3 separate regions of the Sus scrofa genome follow, and regions 2 and 3 are each linked to region 1. The links are chromatin contacts, called in public Hi-C and HiChIP or PLAC-seq maps. All regions are on one chromosome and are shown on one strand. Each heading gives the region's core, a stretch centred on a gene start, on an enhancer-like site or on the middle of the called end of the contact. The rest is flanking DNA. Distances are from core to core; before and after follow the strand shown.

What was found. Hi-C and Micro-C count contacts between places; a contact is called where the count stands out from the background. HiChIP or PLAC-seq counts read pairs in DNA pulled down with a chosen protein or histone mark.
Region 2: an H3K27ac HiChIP or PLAC-seq map of alveolar macrophages shows a contact between it and region 1. The contact joins two enhancer-like sites. A contact is called at or near these places in 14 of 47 Hi-C or Micro-C datasets (embryonic fibroblasts, fetal heart ventricle, fetal skeletal muscle and 8 more) and 2 of 2 datasets of contacts at active chromatin or transcription factors (alveolar macrophages and skeletal muscle).
Region 3: a contact with region 1 is called in a Hi-C map of alveolar macrophages, with 4 times the contacts expected there. The contact joins two enhancer-like sites. A contact is called at or near these places in 1 of 5 promoter capture datasets (liver), 24 of 47 Hi-C or Micro-C datasets (adipocytes, alveolar macrophages, brain and 13 more) and 2 of 2 datasets of contacts at active chromatin or transcription factors (alveolar macrophages and skeletal muscle).

Annotation. Positions count from the first base shown.
Region 1 is chr5:27,433,592-27,436,493 of Sscrofa11.1, reverse strand. All of the region lies in intron 3 of PPM1H (protein phosphatase 1H), which reads left to right. Among named protein-coding and RNA genes, the nearest start is that of PPM1H, 140 kb to the left of the region's middle. Within about 2 kb of position 1,488, at least 18 of the 83 cell types and tissues checked have an H3K27ac peak or open chromatin away from gene starts, as enhancers often do. A contact at or near this core is called in alveolar macrophages, where this site is marked.
Region 2 is chr5:27,265,671-27,268,859 of Sscrofa11.1, reverse strand. No RefSeq gene overlaps it. Among named protein-coding and RNA genes, the nearest start is that of MIRLET7I, 14 kb to the right of the region's middle. Within about 2 kb of position 1,804, at least 4 of the 83 cell types and tissues checked have an H3K27ac peak or open chromatin away from gene starts, as enhancers often do. A contact at or near this core is called in alveolar macrophages, where this site is marked.
Region 3 is chr5:27,233,167-27,236,293 of Sscrofa11.1, reverse strand. The region is part of intron 32 of MON2 (protein MON2 homolog); the gene reads right to left. Among named protein-coding and RNA genes, the nearest start is that of MIRLET7I, 18 kb to the left of the region's middle. Within about 2 kb of position 1,468, at least 7 of the 83 cell types and tissues checked have an H3K27ac peak or open chromatin away from gene starts, as enhancers often do. A contact at or near this core is called in alveolar macrophages, where this site is marked.

The DNA of each region.
Region 1 (2,902 bases), core at 239-2,738:
TGTACACCCCAAGCCTCCGCTGTCCACCATGGAAAATGAAACCCTCTCTCCCCAAAGGTCCAGAATCTCAGGAACTTTTGGACTGTCGTCTTTTCCGCATCTCAACACCACTTTGTAACAATGCCTGCTGTTGCAGCTGAGGTTTGCCACCTATTGTGTTTCCGTTGTTGCTTGGCCCAGGGTGACACATGCGAAGAAGATCAATGTCCTTTAAATCCTGGTATCGGTCTCCTTCCTACTTCTACACCCTCCCAAAACAGGCGTCGAATGGTCAGCATTTCAGACTCACATAAGAAGTCACTTCCAGGAGTTCCCGTCGTGGCGCAGTGGTTAACGAATCCGACTAGGAACCATGAGGTTGCGGGTTCGGTCCCTGCCCTTGCTCAGTGGGTTAAGGATCCGGCGTTGCCGTGAGCTGTGGTGTAGGTTGCAGACGCGGCTCGGATCCCGCGTTGCTGTGGCTCTGGCGTAGGCCGGTGGCTACAGCTCCGATTCAACCCCTAGCCTGGGAACCTCCATATGCCGCGGGAGCAGCCCAAGAAATAGCAACAACAACAAAAAAGACAAAAGACAAAAAAAAAAAAAAAAAAAAAAAAAAAGAAGTCACTTCCAGTTTGCACTGACCTGTGGAATCTGAAAAAAGGACAGACTGAACTTCTTTGCAGAACAGATGCTGACTCACAGACATTGAAAAACTTACGGTCTCCGGAGGAGACAGTTTGGGGGGTGGGGGGATGTGCTTGGGTTGTGGGATGGAAATCCTGTGAAATCAGATTGTTACGATCATTATACAACCACAGATGTGATAAATTCATTTGAGTAATAAAAAAAATCATATGATGAGCTATCATCAATAATTATTATCAATGATGACTCAGCCAACCAGATGCTCCTTCAATTTTACTGAAAACAAATAAAACGTTCTAACTTTCAAAAAAAAAAAAAAGTCACTTCCATTGTTGGTATAGTTGCAGAGACCTTTGCCCTCTTAAGAATCAGAACCAAGTCAGCAGTGGTGAACTCTTACCTACAATCTCTAGGAATTGAGTCCGGCACACAGGATCTCAAAATTCTGTCCTATTTCCTTTTCAGGGTGGTTATAGATTCTTGGCACAATGAAGAATGTTTTGGAAGTTTGATTGTTACAAGAGGAGGAAAAATGGCAATATTTTAACTTATAAAACTACCACGTATCTTCCTATCACTCAGTAAATGATTGGCAATACCACTCAGCTTGGCTTCGTTGGTACAAATCATACAGTGACACGGTGGTGAAAAAGGATAAATGCAAGGCTTACTAATAGTTTATCAATCCTATGATTTTGAAAATTAGGATATCCTTGGTGAGTGGACCTGTATGTCTGTCTGCCTTTAATCTGGAGAGTTTTTGGTCTTTGGTTTTGGTAGAACAGGAAGTTTCTCCAAGAAGGAATGAGCATGTGATTCCACTAACAGCCAGCAGGTGGCAATATTAGGCAGTGCTGGTTTTTCCTTTCCTATTGCCAGGGCTGACAGATTGGCTTGTTCCCAGAATAAACCGAAATCAGACCCAGATACTAAAACCATGCAGAATCTTATTATTTGTGACTGACACTATTAGCAGTGTGCTCAGAACCATGTTTTAACCCAGTTAGGGGGAGCTGCCAAGTCCTATTGAAACTACCCAACACTTGCTTCTTTCTGTTTTTTGATGCTGCTTTCTTTTTGCAACCTGAAATTGGTAGGAAACAAAGAATGATCCCGGAGTTGCATCATCTCGGGGACCTTCAAACCAAATTACAACGATCCCGAGCAATATATTTTCTTTCTTGCAATTCTTACCTGCTGAATTACTCTCATTTCACACACACATCTCTTTTTGTCTTTCATTGCTCTCTTTCTTGGAACAAAACAGAACAAAATACAATCTCAGGTTTTAAAAATTGGATCTAGTCTTTGATTTAGAGATAAACCTTGCTTAAATGTAATGTTTAGACAGACACAACACAGGATAAATCAGTCCTGCTAAGCAGAAAGTAGCCTTGAGAGGGAGTCGCAATTAAGCAGATAAATCAATTATCTTGTTAATTGAATCTTCTGAGTCATTTAAGTCGATCCTTTTAGGACATGGTTGAAAAGGAATGATAGTATGTCCCTGTGTTTTGCTAGTAATTTATCTTAGACTTATGTCTTGGGGTTTATGACAGCTAAAATGGGGAAAATATTCTAGATCAGTCCTTGTTTAGATCAGTCCTTGTTTAGCACCAAGCAGTGGGCCGTACTTCCACAATTTCCTTGACCTTTTGAAAAAAAAATACCCAAACTTCTTGAGTGTTTAAAAAAAAGACTGTATGTTTTCATGTTTTTTGCTTTTACCTAGAGTGTGAGAAGCTTAAGCTAATTGAAAAAGTTGAGAGTTTGACAAAATTAGGTCATTCATTCAACAGTAAATATGTCTTTATTGACTTCATTTATCATGTTTGATCGAGTAGTAAAAGAACCACCCAGATGGCCCTTACATGTTCCTTTCAGTACTAAGATTTTATGAAACATCTTTTAAAGAGGAGTAGGTGGTGTAGGAAAAAATAAATGTGCTATTTTGGCTTCTTAGGAGGGGAGGGGGAGGCAATTATTTTTAGAATATGTTCTAGTTACACCCAGTTTTAGAAGAAATAGAAGAGCCTATTTCCATGTCACTGAATCCTTCAGGAGGGATGAAGTCTGTGGAAACACATCTTTCAAATCCTTATCCCTGTGATCCCAGAGAGATACAAGTAATTAAAGTGTGCGTGTCTGTGTGTGTGTATGCGTGTGCACACACATAAACTACCACACCAAGGGGGGGGGTGATGAAAGCATGAATATATTAGCAAAGTTTCTTGGTTCAAAAATAGCTAGACTTTGGTCCACTGTTTATATGGGA
Region 2 (3,189 bases), core at 555-3,054, 170 kb after region 1:
GCCTCTTTTCATTTTTGAAGCCATCTCTGTTCCTTACAGCTCAAACTGATAGTATTTCTACAATATAATTTTCTCAAAAGCTTTGTAAGTTTCTTATGAATATTATTGATCTTATTGAGGTTTATTCATTAGACAAAACTGCACCAACAAATCTTGTCTACCTGGGGCTCCCTGTAAAGTACCACCTTAAATTTTTCTGGTGTCTTTTTTGATTTTCTTTCTTTTCTTAAATCTGTGTACTGTTTTTGCAATTGTGATTTTATCTTTCCTAAAGACTCTTATTTCCTTTCTATTTAGAGAAGACCTTTCAATATTTCCTTTAGAAAAGTTTAGCATTGCCATATTAAGTTTTTATTTATCTGAGAAATTATCTCTTCTATTCTAAATGATAACTTTGCTGGGTAGAGTATCCTAAATTGCAAATTTTTCCCTCTTCTGGTGTCTTAAAAAAGGATTTCACAATCAAATCTTTAGCTTCATCTTTACCCTGAGAACTTTTTATAACAGAGATGTGAATCTGATTTTGTCCTGAGACCCTTTTCCTTACTTTGGGAATATGCTGCTGCAAGAGACTGGCAGTCGGAAAAGGGTTTTATTTTCTAACCCAGCAAGTTTTGACTTAATGTATTTCCTCAAAATTTTGCTTGAAAACGGAGTAATTTCTTCTCTAGCTCATCATTACTAGTATTTCATATCAGCTCTTTTAAACCAGGTAAAAGTTTAAAACTTTAGCCTGAAAACTGTTCAGGCTTATCTATAAGTTCGTTAAGTGTATTTTGTATTTCTACATTATCATACAAGGGCTTTTCCCCCAGCTTTAATAACTTTTCTCCTCACTTTCCTTTAAGCCCTACTGACAACCTCAAGATCCATCAGATTTCTGCTGTTAATCTCTTCAAGGCCCTTCCAACGTATGCAGGCAGCTCAGCTGCAAAGCCACTGCCATATGTCTTAGGTTTTGTTCTAATAACACTCCATTTCCAGGTCTCAAAATCATTTCTGATTATCTATTGCTATGTAACAAATTACCCTAAAACTTTGGCTTAAAACAACAACCACAGTTTTACTATTGTCTCTCATGGTTCTGGGGCTTGACTAAGTTTCTTGCTTAGGGTGTCTCATGAGCTTGCAGCAGATGGTAGCTGGTACTGAAATCATCTGGGACTTGCTCATTCATATGCATGGTGCCTGCTCTGGGAAGACTTAAAATAGCTGGGGGCAGGAACAGCTGGGTTTCCTCAGACATCTCTCCCTATGTCTATGTGATCTCCCCATGGTCTTTTCAGCACGGAAACTTCAGGGTAGCTATTACTACACGGCACCTTAGAGCTCCAAATGTATGTGGAGAGAGAGAAGAAGAGAGGAGAGAGGGGCAGAAGGTGTATCACCTCTCATAATCCTGTTTTCAGATGTCACGCAGTATTATTTCTGTTAAACATTATTTGTTCTGTTAAACATTATTTGTTACACCTGCCATTATGGTCCAGAGAAGGAAACAGACTATCTTCACAAATCTGAGTGATGATGGTCAGGGGTCATATACATTCAAATGTATTAAAATGTTTTATTCTCAAAGAAAGACCTATTTCTGTCTTCACTTATTGAGAGAGAGAGAGAAAAGGGTTTTTTTTGGTCGGGTGGTGGAACCAAATGTTCTATTAGGATAATTAAGTTCTAAAGCAAGGGTCAGCAAACTATGACCTACAGGCCAAATCTGGCCAATGGCCTGTTTTTAGTATGGCAAATGAGCTAAGAATGATTTTACAGTTTTAAAGAGGAAGGAAAAAGAAGAAAGCAAAGGAAGAAAAGCAGAAGCATATGCAATAGAGACCACATGTGACCCACAAAGCCTACAATATTTAATATCTGGCCCTTTCTTTAAGTGCCTATTCTAAAGCACTTTCAAATGTGTTTTCAGATGTTACTATAGACAAATAGCAAACATATTTCTAGGATGCTTTTAATATACACATTTTCCACACAAAAATAGAGTCGATGCTATAATAACACAAGATCTTGCCCTATCGATTATCCCTCTTCTATTATGTATTCATTCAATCCTGAATCTTCACATTTCCTCTCATTTTTCCTCTTTCCACTTACCAACACTCTCATCTCATTCAGAAGCAGCCCTTCTTCCCCTACCACTTCCCTCAAGTTTTGTATGTGTAATTTTCTTTTGTCCTTGTGTAACTTCTCTCCTCAAAAGACAGAAATGTTTCTTATTTCTAAACTAGTCAAAAAGACAACCTACCACACTGTAGAAAATATCTGCAAATCATGTATCTGATAAGGGGTTAATATCCAAAATACATAAAGAACTCATATAACTGAGTAGCAAAAACAATTCAATTAAAAAATGGGCAGAGGATCCAGACATTTTTCCAAAGAAGACAGAAGATAGCCAACAGGTACCTGAAAAGGTTCTCAACATCATTAATCATCAGGGGAATGCAAATCAAAACCACAGTGAGATACCACCTCATGCCTGTTAGAAGGGCTATCATCAAAAAGATAAGAAATAACAAGTGTTAGCAAGGACGGAGAGAAAAGAAAATCACCGTGCATTGCTGGTGGGAATGTAAATAGATGCAGCCACTATGGAAAACAGTCTAGAGGTTCCTGCCAATAGAACTGCCAATTCCAACAATTTCACTTCTGGGTATTTATCTAAAAAAAACGAAAACACTTACTCAAAAAGATACAGGAACCCCCCGTGTTCACTGCAGCTTTTTTTACAACAGGCAAGATATGAAAGCAACCTAAGTCTTCATCAATGGATGAATGGAAATGTGATTATATATAAATCCAATGGAATATTACTCAGCCATTTAAAAAAAATGAAGCCTTGCCATATGTAACAAAATGGATGGACCCTGAGGGCATTATGCAAAGTGAAGTTAAGTCAGAGAAAAATAAATACCATATGACCTCACCTATATATGGCATCTAAAACATAAAATTAAATAACAACTAAATTCATAGAAACAGAGAATAGATCGGTGGTTTCCAGAGGCAAGGGGTGGGGAATGGCCAAAATGGGTGAAGGTGGTCAAAAGGTACAGACTTCCAAAATAATTACATCATGAGGACGTAATGTACATCCGGTGATGTTAACAATACTGTTGCTAATAGCATAGATCTTAAAAGTTCTCATCCCAAGAAAAAAAATTTTAACTGTGTGGTGAT
Region 3 (3,127 bases), core at 219-2,718, 200 kb after region 1:
AATTTTGAATTTTTGAACCATGTGTATGTTTACTACTACTCAAAATTTTAATTAACAATCAAGTAAAATGATAAAAAACAAGATTCCTCAAAACTAAAGATAGGTTCAACAAATGCCTCCTCTCCCACCAGAAAACCCTAAAACAAATAGCAAACATTCTAAACAAATGGTTGGGTTTAGGCTGGTTCCAAAACTTACAGCCATCTCCTTGAATTAATTTGGTACTGGCTACAAGTCGTCCAACATATTTTTACTGGGAAGATCTGGATTTCTCTAAGTTGCTTCTTTTTTTCTGTTTCTTAGTGACGATTATCACACCATTTTCATACATTATTATATCATCATCATTTATGATTACATTTAGTTTAAATCTTCACTTTATATGCCCAGAGGCATATATTCATACTTTCTAAAACAATTTTTTTTTTTCTTTTTAAGGCTGCACCTGTGGTATATGGAAGTTCCCAGGCTAGGGGCCCCTGGAGCTGCAGCTACCAACCTACATCACAGCCACAGCAATGCCGGATCTAAGCCATGCCTGCGACCTACAGCACAGCTCAGTGAGCAAGCTCAGGGATTGAACCCGTATGCTCACGTATATTAGTTGCGTTTGTTACCACTGAGCTGCAATGGGAACTCCCTCTTGTAAACGATTTTTAACACAATTTAGTTAGATCATCTATCATTACTCCACTGCCCTATCCATGGCGCAATGACTTTGTAAAAAAAGGTTACTGAGTTTTCCTTCCCTTTTCTTCCTTTATACAACTTCTAGTTACATTACTGACAGCCATATAAAGACCATAAAAAGTAATGCAAGTCTATGTACTGATATATATTTCTGTATTTAATATATCTATAGCAATAACATGAAAAATTGGGAATTTCCTATTTAGTTTTTAAGTATATTTCTAGGAATCAAATTCTATCCTGTGATCTAATGAAGATTAGATTTCTGGTCTCTAGGAAGTTAACACATGGTTTCCCTCTATGAAAAGTCAACTGAAACATTTTATTAAGATAACTCAAATTTGAACTTGATGGGATAAATTAAGAAGACTCTTCTAAGATTATTCTTAGAAATTTTAGCCCTTCTTTTAGGTTGAATACACATTAGTCTACTGCCTCTTAATATTTAGTATAATACTCACCCTTCCAGGCCAAAGTAATAATCAGTGAATTTTGAAAACAGAAAAATATGTGTAATTATATAACAACTGACAGGAACAAATATCTTGTGACTCATTTATTAGGAACCTGCTTTTTTCTTAGGTAGTAAAAGTAATGCTGCTTAAAGCACCAATCTGCTAGGATGTTTGTACCAGAATATAAATGAACACATTTCCTTCTATAACAAAGTCTTGTTTCATAAATAAACAGTTCAGTCAGCTGAACCATTGTGCATAGTGACACAACTGACTTATACTCTGATGCCAGCCTTTTATCTTGTCCTGGGCCAGTGACAAATTCTTAAGACCAGTGGCTGGTCCAAAACAACCACACTGTGAGTAGTAATGTTGCGAAGGATTCAAGATAGATTAAAACATGACCCAAAAAGCCTCTCAAGAAGTTTACGTTAAAGGGAATGAATCATGTACATGTATAACTGTAATACAAATAGAAAAAGGCACACAGAAAAGAGCTCTAAGTTCACCAAAATAGGAATCACTCACCTTTAAGGAACAGAAACAGGGCTAAAAAGTGGTGTGATATCTGAACAAGGTGGATATAGGCAGGAGAATGGAATGAGCAAAGGATTGGGAATACTTGGGTAGACTGAGAATTTTGGTTTGGTGGGAGAGTAGGGTACACAAAGTCTAGTGGGAAATAAAGCATGAATAGAATGGAGTCAGTAGTGCTCTTTGTATTTGGTAGGTTATGGTAAATAAAAATATTACTTTATTTTGTTTTACTAGAATGGGAAAATGAATGATCAAAGTTGCGCTTTTGGAAAAATCATTTCTGGAATTAATGTAAAGAATGAATTGGAAAGAAATGAGTAACAGGGGAAACAAATGAGGAAGGGCTATAAAAATGATTCAGTTATTTCTACAGTTTATATCTAAATGATAAGTACAAATATAGAACAAAAGCCTCCTATAACCCCAAAAAAGTCAGTCATGTTCTATATTAAAAATATGTAAGGAGTTCCTGCTGTGGCACAGTGGGTTAAGAACCTGACTGCAGTGACTTGGGTCATTGCTGAGGCATGGGTTTGATCCCCAGCCTGGCATACTGGGTTAAGGATCCAGTGTTGCCACAGCTGTGGTGCATGTTGCAACTGCGGCTCAGATTAGATCCCTGGCCTGGGAATTTCCATATGCTGCAGGTATCCAAAAAAAAAAAAAAAAAAAAAAAAAAAAACAACTGTCTGTGTGTATAAAATAGGGAGTTCTCTTATGGTGCTATGGGTTAAAAATCTGGCATTGTCACTGAAGTAGCTTGAATCAATGCTGTGGTGTGTGTTTGATCCCTGGCCTACGAACTTCTGCATGCCATGGATGCGGCCAAATTTATATATATGTGTGTGTGTAAAATTGCCTATACATTATATATATATATAAATTATCTAGATGCAATACTTAAATTCTGACCAATTTAGTTAAAAAAAGTCAGAGAGTGAAGTCAGCATCATAGCAGTGTGAGAAGCTCCATTTGTTTCTTCCCTTCAATCCAAAAGCAGTAAAAATCCGTAACTCAACAAAAAATGTCTCTCCCAATACACCAAGGTTCTAGAGAATTCCACGCACCTGTACATAAAGGTGGATGGACTAAAACACAGAGGAGGCAGAATGAGAAAAACAGTGGAGGCAGTGCGTGCAATCCTGATCCCCAGACACAACAGGTGAGCCCACCACCTCAGAAAACCTGGTGGTAGCAGCAGAATAGGTGATGTATGTGACTCTGGGTTCTTGGCCAAAGCAGTGGTTAAGGCTACAGGGAACCAGGCAACAACAGGCCTGCAATGTCATCCTCCAGTCACGGAGGCACAAGTGACTCTGGCTCCTTTGCCCACAGCAGCAGCATCCATGAAACTGATAACCCTGGATGTGGCAAAAGCACCCAAGACTCTGGCTCCCTAGCCCATCCATCCTTTTGCCCCCCTGCAGTGGACTCAGCAGCATGG